2 separate regions of the Pan troglodytes genome follow, and region 1 is linked to region 2. A link is a contact called in public Hi-C data. All regions are on one chromosome and are shown on one strand. Each heading gives the region's core, a stretch centred on a gene start, on an enhancer-like site or on the middle of the called end of the contact. The rest is flanking DNA. Distances are from core to core; before and after follow the strand shown.

Region 1 (4,467 bases), core at 843-3,342, 130 kb before region 2:
TCCAGCCTAGGCGACAAGAGCAAAACTCCATCTCAAAAAAAAAAGAAAAAAAAAAAGAGCCTGCTAAGGAGCTCCCCCAGCTATGAAGCAGAAAGTACTACATCTCTAAAGCAGGAACTAAGTTGTTATAAGATGGATTCTAGGGACAGGAAAAACCAGGGCATAGACTTACCCACGATTAAATTTAGACATGAAGTCTAGGGCTCACTCACAGACAGATATCTATTTTCTCCAGGGACATATCGATATAAAACAATTGAGATGAATTCACAATCTACCACACAGCCAGTTCACAGACTTTTCCCTTTGCACAAAGTGACAAGAGTAAGCAATGCTGCACTGAAGCCCATCTGCGGCATGTCAACTTTCAAGACTCGCCTTACCACTCCTTCCTCCACCCACATTCACTTTGCACAGGCCCTGGGCTAGCTTGGAGAGGTGCACAGCAAATACACTGGAGTCTCTTGCTTTTTACCGCCCTCAGTATGAGGGAACACACAGAGCAGAAAACACTCACAAAATCCAATACAGCATGCAGTGTGCTGAAATGGAACACTCTACCAAAACATTTGACCTACGTAGAGAAAGAAGACGAAATTGAAAAGAGACTCCTTTAACTTAAATGTCTATAAATGTAGTCTTTTCATAACCCTCAAGTTCTCCATGCATGGCATGAAATGATGTTTCTACAGTTTCCTATCAGCTATGGTAGCACCTTGTCCTGTCTCATATAATTCATTATGCACAGTAGGTTTAAACTTAATTGCATGAAGGTCAAAGATACAGCAAAGTCTCACTTCTTATGGAATACCAGGCATCAGCTACAAAACATAGATACATACTGAGAAAGTAGGAAGTAGGCTTTGAAATCACAGAGACAGGGCTGCAGGTGAGGCTGCACAGAACAGAACATTGGCTGAGGACTCCATCACTAACAGGGTTTTCCTGATTTCTCAATAGAAGAAAAGAGCCCTTAGTTGCTCTTTAACCTTCCTTTTATCCCTCCCAAAGTGGCATTTGACCAGTTACCTTTTGTGTTTCTTTTTACAGCCTACACATTTACCTGTGGTTCCTTTTGAATTCTCTAAAGTCCTTCGAACCTTTGTAAAGAATAGGATTGTGAAGATAGTTGTTTGTTCATTCCCTCACAAACTCAATTCAACTAGATTAGTTCAGAAAACTGATCCATGAAAGAAAGCCCATAGCGTGAAAAAAAGTCATTAAACATGCTGAGACCAGGCCTTAAAAAACTAGATATCAGTTCAATTTGCCAAATTTTAAAAAAGCTAACTGAAGCAAAATAATATCCCTAGCCCACTAAGAGTTCTAAAATTTAGATTTTTGTCACATGCTATATAGTTAAATCAATTATTTCTTGTTTATCATATTACATTAGCTCAGACCTAAAAAATCTGGTCCAGAATCCTTCAGTTAACCTGAAGCAGGTCAATGATGTTTTCCTGCTGATAAAAGACCTCTTGTCCTATTGGGGTTGGTGATGAGGACCACATTAAGATCAGATCCTTTGACAGGCACTAGATAAATGTAAGATTATGACTGGACTTAGAATTTAGATTTAACAAGGAAAAAAATGCTATACCCTACAATAAATAAAATGTTTCCATGTATACTGTCTTTATGTTGTGATTTTTCTAAAAGGATGAAGTATATGACTATGTCAGAGATACTATTTACAATTTTATTCCATTCCATGTACTTCCTGTTGTTAATTAAATCATTAACAGAAGCAGGAAAAGCTCAAAGACTCCCTGCAAACAATGCCCCTTTATCAGGAGGCCCAGGAATTGGTGTCTGGATGGTTGACAGCACCAACCACATTCATTATGCTTCTAGCTCTGTGAGGGAGAAATTTTGAGAAGGATATTTGATTATGGGCTAAGGTCATCATATCCTATAACTGACATATAATGAGTGAGGAAAGTTTGTGTTCATCACTGAACATGTCCTAGATGTTTCATGACGGTATACACTACACCCAAATGACATCTAAATTTTACTACAAATGCAGGAAGCCAAGGACTCCACTTGCCACAGCCTGTTGTGTGTGCCAGCTGCAGCTGTCTGTGCTTCATTTTAATGAAGGCAGACAAAGGGGGCTCTCTGGCTCCCACATTCCTCTTGAAAGGCCCAGAGGGAAAAAAGAATGACAGTGGTAAAACATTCTTCCTTTGTCCTTTTATAAAGGGTAGGCTTTTGTATTTTTCACAGACTATTGTCTCATTGACGATACCATGACTTAGGGCCTGTCATGGACAAACAGATATAACACAGTATACATGACTTCGACGTACATCCTAAAAAACATTTGACTGAATCCTTAATAGCAAAAAATTGAAAAACAAGTAAAATTTGGGAAAAACTTGCTCCAGCAGTAACAAAAAGGGCAGTAAATAGAGACAGGAAGCAGTTTTTCTCCACACCTGGTTACTCTTCTACCTTGTCTCAGATAGAGAAAAGCTAGTTATAATAATTATGGGTCAATCCCAAAAATATTTATTGGGAACCTACTCGCTACGTACAAAGCAAGGAAAGGACAAAACTAGAGCTGAGCTTAGGGATTAGTGATAAAACTACTGTATTGATGGGAGAGGAGAATGGCTAGGAGGCCATTGGGGTAGTTCAAAAGCCATGTGGTTGACCTAGGAAGGAGGCAGTGGAATGGAAAGATGGGGAAAGATGAAATAGACTTTTACACAGGAAGAACTGGCAGGTGATGGATCTGTTCTGACACAGAAGCATCAAAAACAGCACCAAGTCTCCAGACTGGATAACGCAAAAGAGTGTCAATAGTACCATTTACAGAAATGTGTGTGTCGGGGAAAGCCACGGGCAGTGTTGATGTTTGGTTTTGGACAGGCTGCATTTCTGAAGAGACAGAGAAGAGGAATGGTCATAGGTGTGAGAGGCAAACTAAGAGCATAGATAAGAGGCTGAGAAAAACATAATCTCAAAAAAAGGGTTAGCATGAAAGAGCTGGATGGTCAATAAAACTAAATGATACTAGAGGTAAAGAAAGGAAGATTGGACTGCTGGGTGTGAAACTAGGAAGCCTGTTAATCTGATGGAGAGGCCTCAACAGGGTGCCAGAGGAAGAAGTCACGCCAAGGTTGATTAAGAAACAACTTAACTAGCTAACAACTCACTGCACGTACCCCTACCTTGATTAAGAAACAACTCAAGCTAGCAGCTCACGCCAGCAGCTCACGCCAAAAATCTAAATGTCATCGATTCCTCTCTTCCACTTACTGCCACCTCAACTCATCTAGTCCATCAGTTGGTCCTGTTGTTTTTGTCTCCAAAATATAACATTTCTATCTCCTCTTACATATCACGGTCCAAGCCAACATCGGGACTCCCCTCGACTACTCCAACAGGATTAGGGTTAGGGTTCTTATTGTTTGCCCCACTGAAACTTCCGTCCCCAGGGCCCCTGTTGTTCCTGGAACTTCCTGCTATGGCTTATGTGGTTCTAAATCAGTGTTTCTCGAGATATCTCTGGTAGAGAACCAGTCTCCACCCCTTGAATCCATTGCAGACCAAGCATTTTTAGAAATACAGTAAAAATAAATTAATTGTTAAAATAATCACAAGTTTTGATGCCTCAGAAATGTCAAACTGCTTCCTACATACCAGGCTGGTAACTACTTGAGGACTGATGGCCCACAGACAGCACTGGGGTAGCTCTGAAGACAAACTGGACTTTGTTGCCCATTGACTGCCACCCTCTCCCTGGTTTATTCTGCTCCAGCCACATTCTCCATGTTCAAGCCAAGTTTGAGAACACTAAACTCGTTTCCTTAGAGGTTTTGCGCTTGCTGTTCCCTTTGGCTGAAACATTCTGACTCTGCATTTTCCTAAGGGTTGACTCCTCCTTTTCACTCAAGGCTCAAATATCACCTCTTAAGAGAGGTCTTTCTGCACCACCTAAGTTGGAGTACATATCCTCACCACCCCCCAATTAGCACTCACTCCGGATCACATCACCAGCTTTAGGGTCTTCACTGCACTTACCACTACCTGAAATGATCCTTTATTTTTAACTGGATCAAGAAGAAATACTTTCCCATCATCCTAGCTCATTGCAGACCATTTGCCCAGGCAGACTGGCCAAAGCTCCCTTCCATCCAAAGTCACCCTTCCTAAGAGCAGGAAGCCCAAGGGGATCGGTTCTTCACTTGGATATAAGCCTAAGAGCAGAGATCTGATCTCTGTATGGTTCACTGCTACATCCCAGCACTGAGAATAACACTTGATGGGAAGTAGGTGCCTGACAAAAATCCACTGAATTAATTAATCTGGAGAAATGAAGGCCACTCTCTTGAGAAGTTCTGTAAAGGAAAGGAAGGATGTAGCAGGAGGCTGGGAGTTTGGAGTCATACAGTGGAGGGTGGGTAAGACAGAAAACATGAGGGGAAAAGTGAACTAATGAGTGGCACACACAGCGAG
Region 2 (4,741 bases), core at 370-2,869:
CTCCTTGTCTTCCATCACCACTTTCAGAACAGGCTGGGACATTCTGTTCTTCTTCTTCGAGCTGGTAGAACTGTCAAAATCAAAGCCACTGACCACTGCCCTGCGATAAGACGTGGACCGCAAACCTCTCCGCAGAGACCCTGGGCTATCCACGTCGTTATCGACCTCAGTCTCCTCCCCTGCGTGACCCAGTGGTCCTCCTAGGCCCTCCACCATGCTGCGCACCTTGAGGAGTCTCTTGTGGGGCTCCACATTTTGATTGTTGGATTTACTTATTTTAATTTCCGAGGCCAGACTCTTCGGAATGATCTGCTGCTTCCCCACTTTGAGGGCGGCGGGGCTGTTTGTACTCAAAACCACGGAAGGATTCTCGAGGAGCTCGTTCTCCTGGGAGGGCAGCCTTTGGAGGGGTAGTTTTTGTTCCGAAGAACTTTTCTGGGGCCCAGGAGAGAGCCCCCGTTCGGGGTCCTTTGCCTTCCGGCCGGACTGCGAACCTGACCCAGGAGAGTCGTTATTAGCGGCAAGGCCATTTGCAGTGGGCGAAGGCACCGGGCTGGCAGTCAACCCAGTAAGGTCCTCCTCGGGGGTGCAGGGGGCGGGCGCGTTAGGAGTCCGCGGGGGGCGCAGAACCGGCGGCGGCGGCGGCGCAGGCAAGGTCACCGCGCCATTTGCTGGGGATTTCGGGGAGCCGCCCGGCACCGCTTTAGGGAGCTTGGGTGACTTGGGCCGTCGAAGTCGAGGAGAGGCAGCCCTGTACTCCGGGGATGCCGTCCCACCATTGGCCACCGCTCTCCGCTGGGCGCCCAGAAGCAGGGGACTCCTATGTACCGTCCTGCTGTCCGAGGCGGTGGGCACCTGGGCGGGAATCTGCGCTGCGGGGAGCGTCCCTCCGTCCTCCACCGGGAAATCCGTAATTAGTAACCCGTTGGGGCTCTGGTAGGACTGGGGCCTCGGCTTGCTCCGGCCCAGAAGCTGGTGGGGCTGAGGAATCGACCGCCTCCGCCACAAAGGGGTTATGCTGTTGCTAGAAAAATCCACCTCGCTCTCGCCGTCCATAGCCGGGCCTCGAAGTCAGCGCCGGGAGGAGCAACACCGAGTTAGTCTTGCCTAAAGAGGAAAGAAGTTAGGAAACTGTGCCTCTGGACAACCGGGGACGCCTGGCCGACTCGCGTGCTCCCAGTCCAGCGGTCCCCCTGCTGCTGCGCAGGACACGACTGCACCGCACTTACCCGCCCTTTCTCGGGCAAAAACTGCACCACTGCGGTGCGCGGTTCCCGGCAGAAATCTGGGCTGCCGCCCAGGCGGATTAATCCAATCACCTCCGCGTCCCTCCCGCGCCAAAAGACCACCCGCAGCAAACGAGCCCGCCACCAATTTACTGAGTGCAAGCCGAGGCACAAGAAACTTGGGACGAGTTCAGCTTTCTTGGGAAACTCGCCGCGGGACGCTCCCTTCTGTCGCCATCCAGCCTCCCGCCCTCATCATGGGTACCCTCGCGCTCCAGGTGCGCGGCTCCCAGGCAAATTTACCTTCTGGGGCTTGCAATGTCCGGGGCCGAGGAGCACCCACTACCCCGTGGGTGGCCCGGGTCCGGGACCGAAGCGCAGCCGCGAGAGCTTAGGAGAACGCTGCCGCCGACCGCGGCGCCGGCGCCGGCCCGCCCCCAACGCCTGACTACGCCCCCACACTTGGCCCCGCCCCCGTTTCGGCCCCGCCCAGATCCGCCTCCATCGCAGCCAGAAGCAAGAAGCTGTCTTCCCGCCCCCGCGTGCCTACAATCAGCCCCAGTCTCCCCGGGAAACAGACGAGCGCACCTGAGCTGAGTTCTGAGCTCCAGCGTTTGGGGCTAGAAGTTGCGGACTAGTAGCTGAGGCAGCACGGGAGTGTAGGCGCGCGGGGTCGTTGCCGGGGGCACAGAGTGAGAACAAGCAAGGGAGCCCTGCTGAATTGCAGCTTAGGAAGCCCTGAATCCTGGAGGTGCGTTGAAACCGAGAACGCGCGGCGTAGTAGACTTTGTGAGATGCGTGGGCAGTAGCGCAGAGTTCTAACGCAGAGTCATGCCCTCTCAGCATTCAGGTGGTCTTAATCAGATGGGCTCGTCCCAGTGCTGAAAATGCATTATAATATAAACAGATAGATGGGCTTGTTTGTGCCTAGAGTCTTTCCGTAGGAAAGACTGGCAGCTCTGAAGAGGGAAACTGGGTGGCTACGAAACCGGAGGGAGGGAGAGTTTTCATATAATTATTTTTGGTCCTTGTATGCTTTGCATCTTGAAACCTACCTATGAAAAATAAGCTCAATTTACACTACAAAAAAAGTATTGGTTTCCAACAGTACATAGAATAAAACTCAAAATCCTTAGCATGGCTTACAAGACACTTCACTACTGCCCTACTTCTTCAGCCTAGTCTTTCCTCCATCACTTTCTTCATTATTTTTTTGGCCACACTCAAAGTTTGACAGCCTCAGAACCTTCCCTTTCGTTCCTTCCTGACCTGACTTGTCACTGCATCAGAAAGACCTTCCCTGTCCCCTCCTTAATTATACCATTGCCCCGTTTATTTTCCCAGCCACTTGTTCTCTTCTATTTCTGCACTTATAAAATTTTGTATATATATATATATATATTTATGTGTTTATGTTTATTGTCTTTTGTCTTTACACGGTAATTTGCATGAGGGCAGGGGTCATGTTTTTTTTTTCTTCTCCGTATTTCCGGCACATGGTGGGCACTTAATATTTATTTAATGAGTGAGAGAATGAATGACAGGAATGAAGTGAAAACAGTGACCATTCCTTCCAAAGTGCTTCGTTGTCAAATAGTAGAAAGATGGCTGTGTCTTGGCCAGGCTCCTGCTGTGTGACAATAATGAGGCAAACTTGAGAAGACAAATAATTTTAGACCTTAAGAGCTGTATAATTGATTCTATTAGCAAGACAAATGGGCCCTTCTCCAAGTTCTCTTTCAGCATTCATGCATTCAGCAGGGATGCAGTGAGCATCCACTGTGTGCAAGTTATGCTGCCTGTTTTTGCCCTAGATTGAATGCAATGGCCAAAAATATTAAGATGTGATCTCTGGGTGGTGAGATGAAGGATAGTATGTTTCATGCTGCTTTATATTTTTCTATACTTAACGAAATATACTGGACAATGAAGATATATTACTTTGATCTGAGACATTTTCATAAACAAAGAAAAAAAGAAACGGCATCAAAAAATGTATAAGAAACTTTTTTTTTTTAGACGGAGTTTTGCTCTTGTTGCCTAGGCTGGAGAGCAATGATGCGATCTCGGCTCACCGCAACCTCCGCCTCCAGGGTTCAAGCAATTCTCCTGCCTCAGCCTCCCGAGTAGCTGGGATTACAGGCATGTACCACCACGCCCGGCTAATTTTGTATTTTTAGTAGAGACAGGGTTTCTCCATGTTGGTCAGGCTGGTCTCGAACTCCCAATTTCAGGTGATCCACCCACCTTGGCCTCCCAAAGTGCTGGGAATTGCAGGTGTGAGCCACCGCTCCTGGCCTAAGAAAATTTTTAAGAAAGAAATTTTCCAAATTGGGTGGAAGACATGGCTGATTACATACTCGCATGTAGATACATAGACTTTTTTTTTAATATAAGGTGTTTTCTATACCAACATGTATTGCTGTTATATTGGGGAAATATAATAAATTAATTTCAAAAGTGGTTACCTACTGACAAATGGAGTATTCACCTAATTCAAAATGCAACCTGTGACCTATGTTAAGAAGCGGTAAAAGGTGATGTGAGAAGGTGGCTTTTCTTGAAATTATGTTGCTTCTACAAACAAGTGTAACCAATATTTGTGACGACTTCATAGGATCTTCTTACCTCATTTCCAACAGACAACAAAATACCTACCAAAACAACAACAAAACACCAAGCTCTGGTCCTTCACTGAGGGAAGTTTACAAACTCACAGACCTAGTGCCTATTCAATTTATTGTTATCTATTCAAGTCTAACCTATCTTCAATTATATGTTCCACTCAAAAGAAAGGAAAAGAGCTGCTAATAAAACTATGACAATATGTTATGTCATATCGAATTTTTACTTTATACTTAGTGCTTTTAGACACTTATACATAGATTTGCTTAGTACTGTGTGTATGTAGGAAAGGAAAATATAAGCAAAATGAATTTACCGAAGTCCCGAACATTGAGCCTGATTCTTCTGAATACGTTTTCATGAAAAGCATTCATGTGTGTTTTTCCACACAATATTGTTGATAGTGCACCATTTCTTAAAAGGATGTTCCAGTCTTGTTCCTGGGATTTGCCTCCTAGACAATGACACTCATTCTGCAGATGTGATGCTGGCACTATCCCATTTGACTAAACACATAGTTTTCTTGTTCAACTGAACTGTATGTCACTACAAGCTATGCAGCTTCTCTATTAATGGCCAGGAGAAAGTTTCTCACAAATTGTAGTTTCATGCCTTAACCATAGTCCTGCATGATACATGAATTGGTTATATCAACCTCTCTTTGCTTTAGAATTTCTTTCACCTAATCTGTCGTATCTGGTAATTTCTCCTGCCTTCAACTGTGTTTCTTGGCATATGGCTTTGACACAACAGGACTAAATTTCATAGAATTTAGTAGAAATGATAACAATTCATTTATGCCCATGTTCAAAAATAGGCAATGCCAACTATATCATCACTATCACCTGGCCACTGGATGTTTATTTGATAGTAAGACACATCCCAGTTTC

The links. A called contact is a pair of places that touch in the nucleus more often than the background predicts.
Region 1: a Hi-C map of stem cell-derived neural progenitor cells shows a contact between it and region 2, with 4 times the contacts expected there. The contact joins the enhancer-like site here to the promoter of ARHGEF26 in region 2. A contact is called at or near these places in 1 of 7 Hi-C or Micro-C datasets (stem cell-derived neural progenitor cells), 1 of 1 datasets of contacts at active chromatin or transcription factors (stem cell-derived excitatory neurons) and 1 of 1 other capture datasets (stem cell-derived neural stem cells).

What each region holds. Positions count from the first base shown.
Region 1 is chr2:157,463,011-157,467,477 of NHGRI_mPanTro3-v2.0_pri, reverse strand. The region is part of intron 11 of ARHGEF26 (Rho guanine nucleotide exchange factor 26); the gene reads right to left. Among named protein-coding and RNA genes, the nearest start is that of DHX36, 79 kb to the left of the region's middle. Within about 2 kb of position 2,092, at least 7 of the 24 cell types and tissues checked have an H3K27ac peak or open chromatin away from gene starts, as enhancers often do. A contact at or near this core is called in stem cell-derived neural progenitor cells, where this site is marked.
Region 2 is chr2:157,333,015-157,337,755 of NHGRI_mPanTro3-v2.0_pri, reverse strand. It overlaps ARHGEF26 (Rho guanine nucleotide exchange factor 26), which reads right to left and starts at 1,619. Exons shown (of 14, transcript XM_054681196.2): 1 at 1,530-1,619; 2 at 1-1,107. The coding sequence starts at 1,056.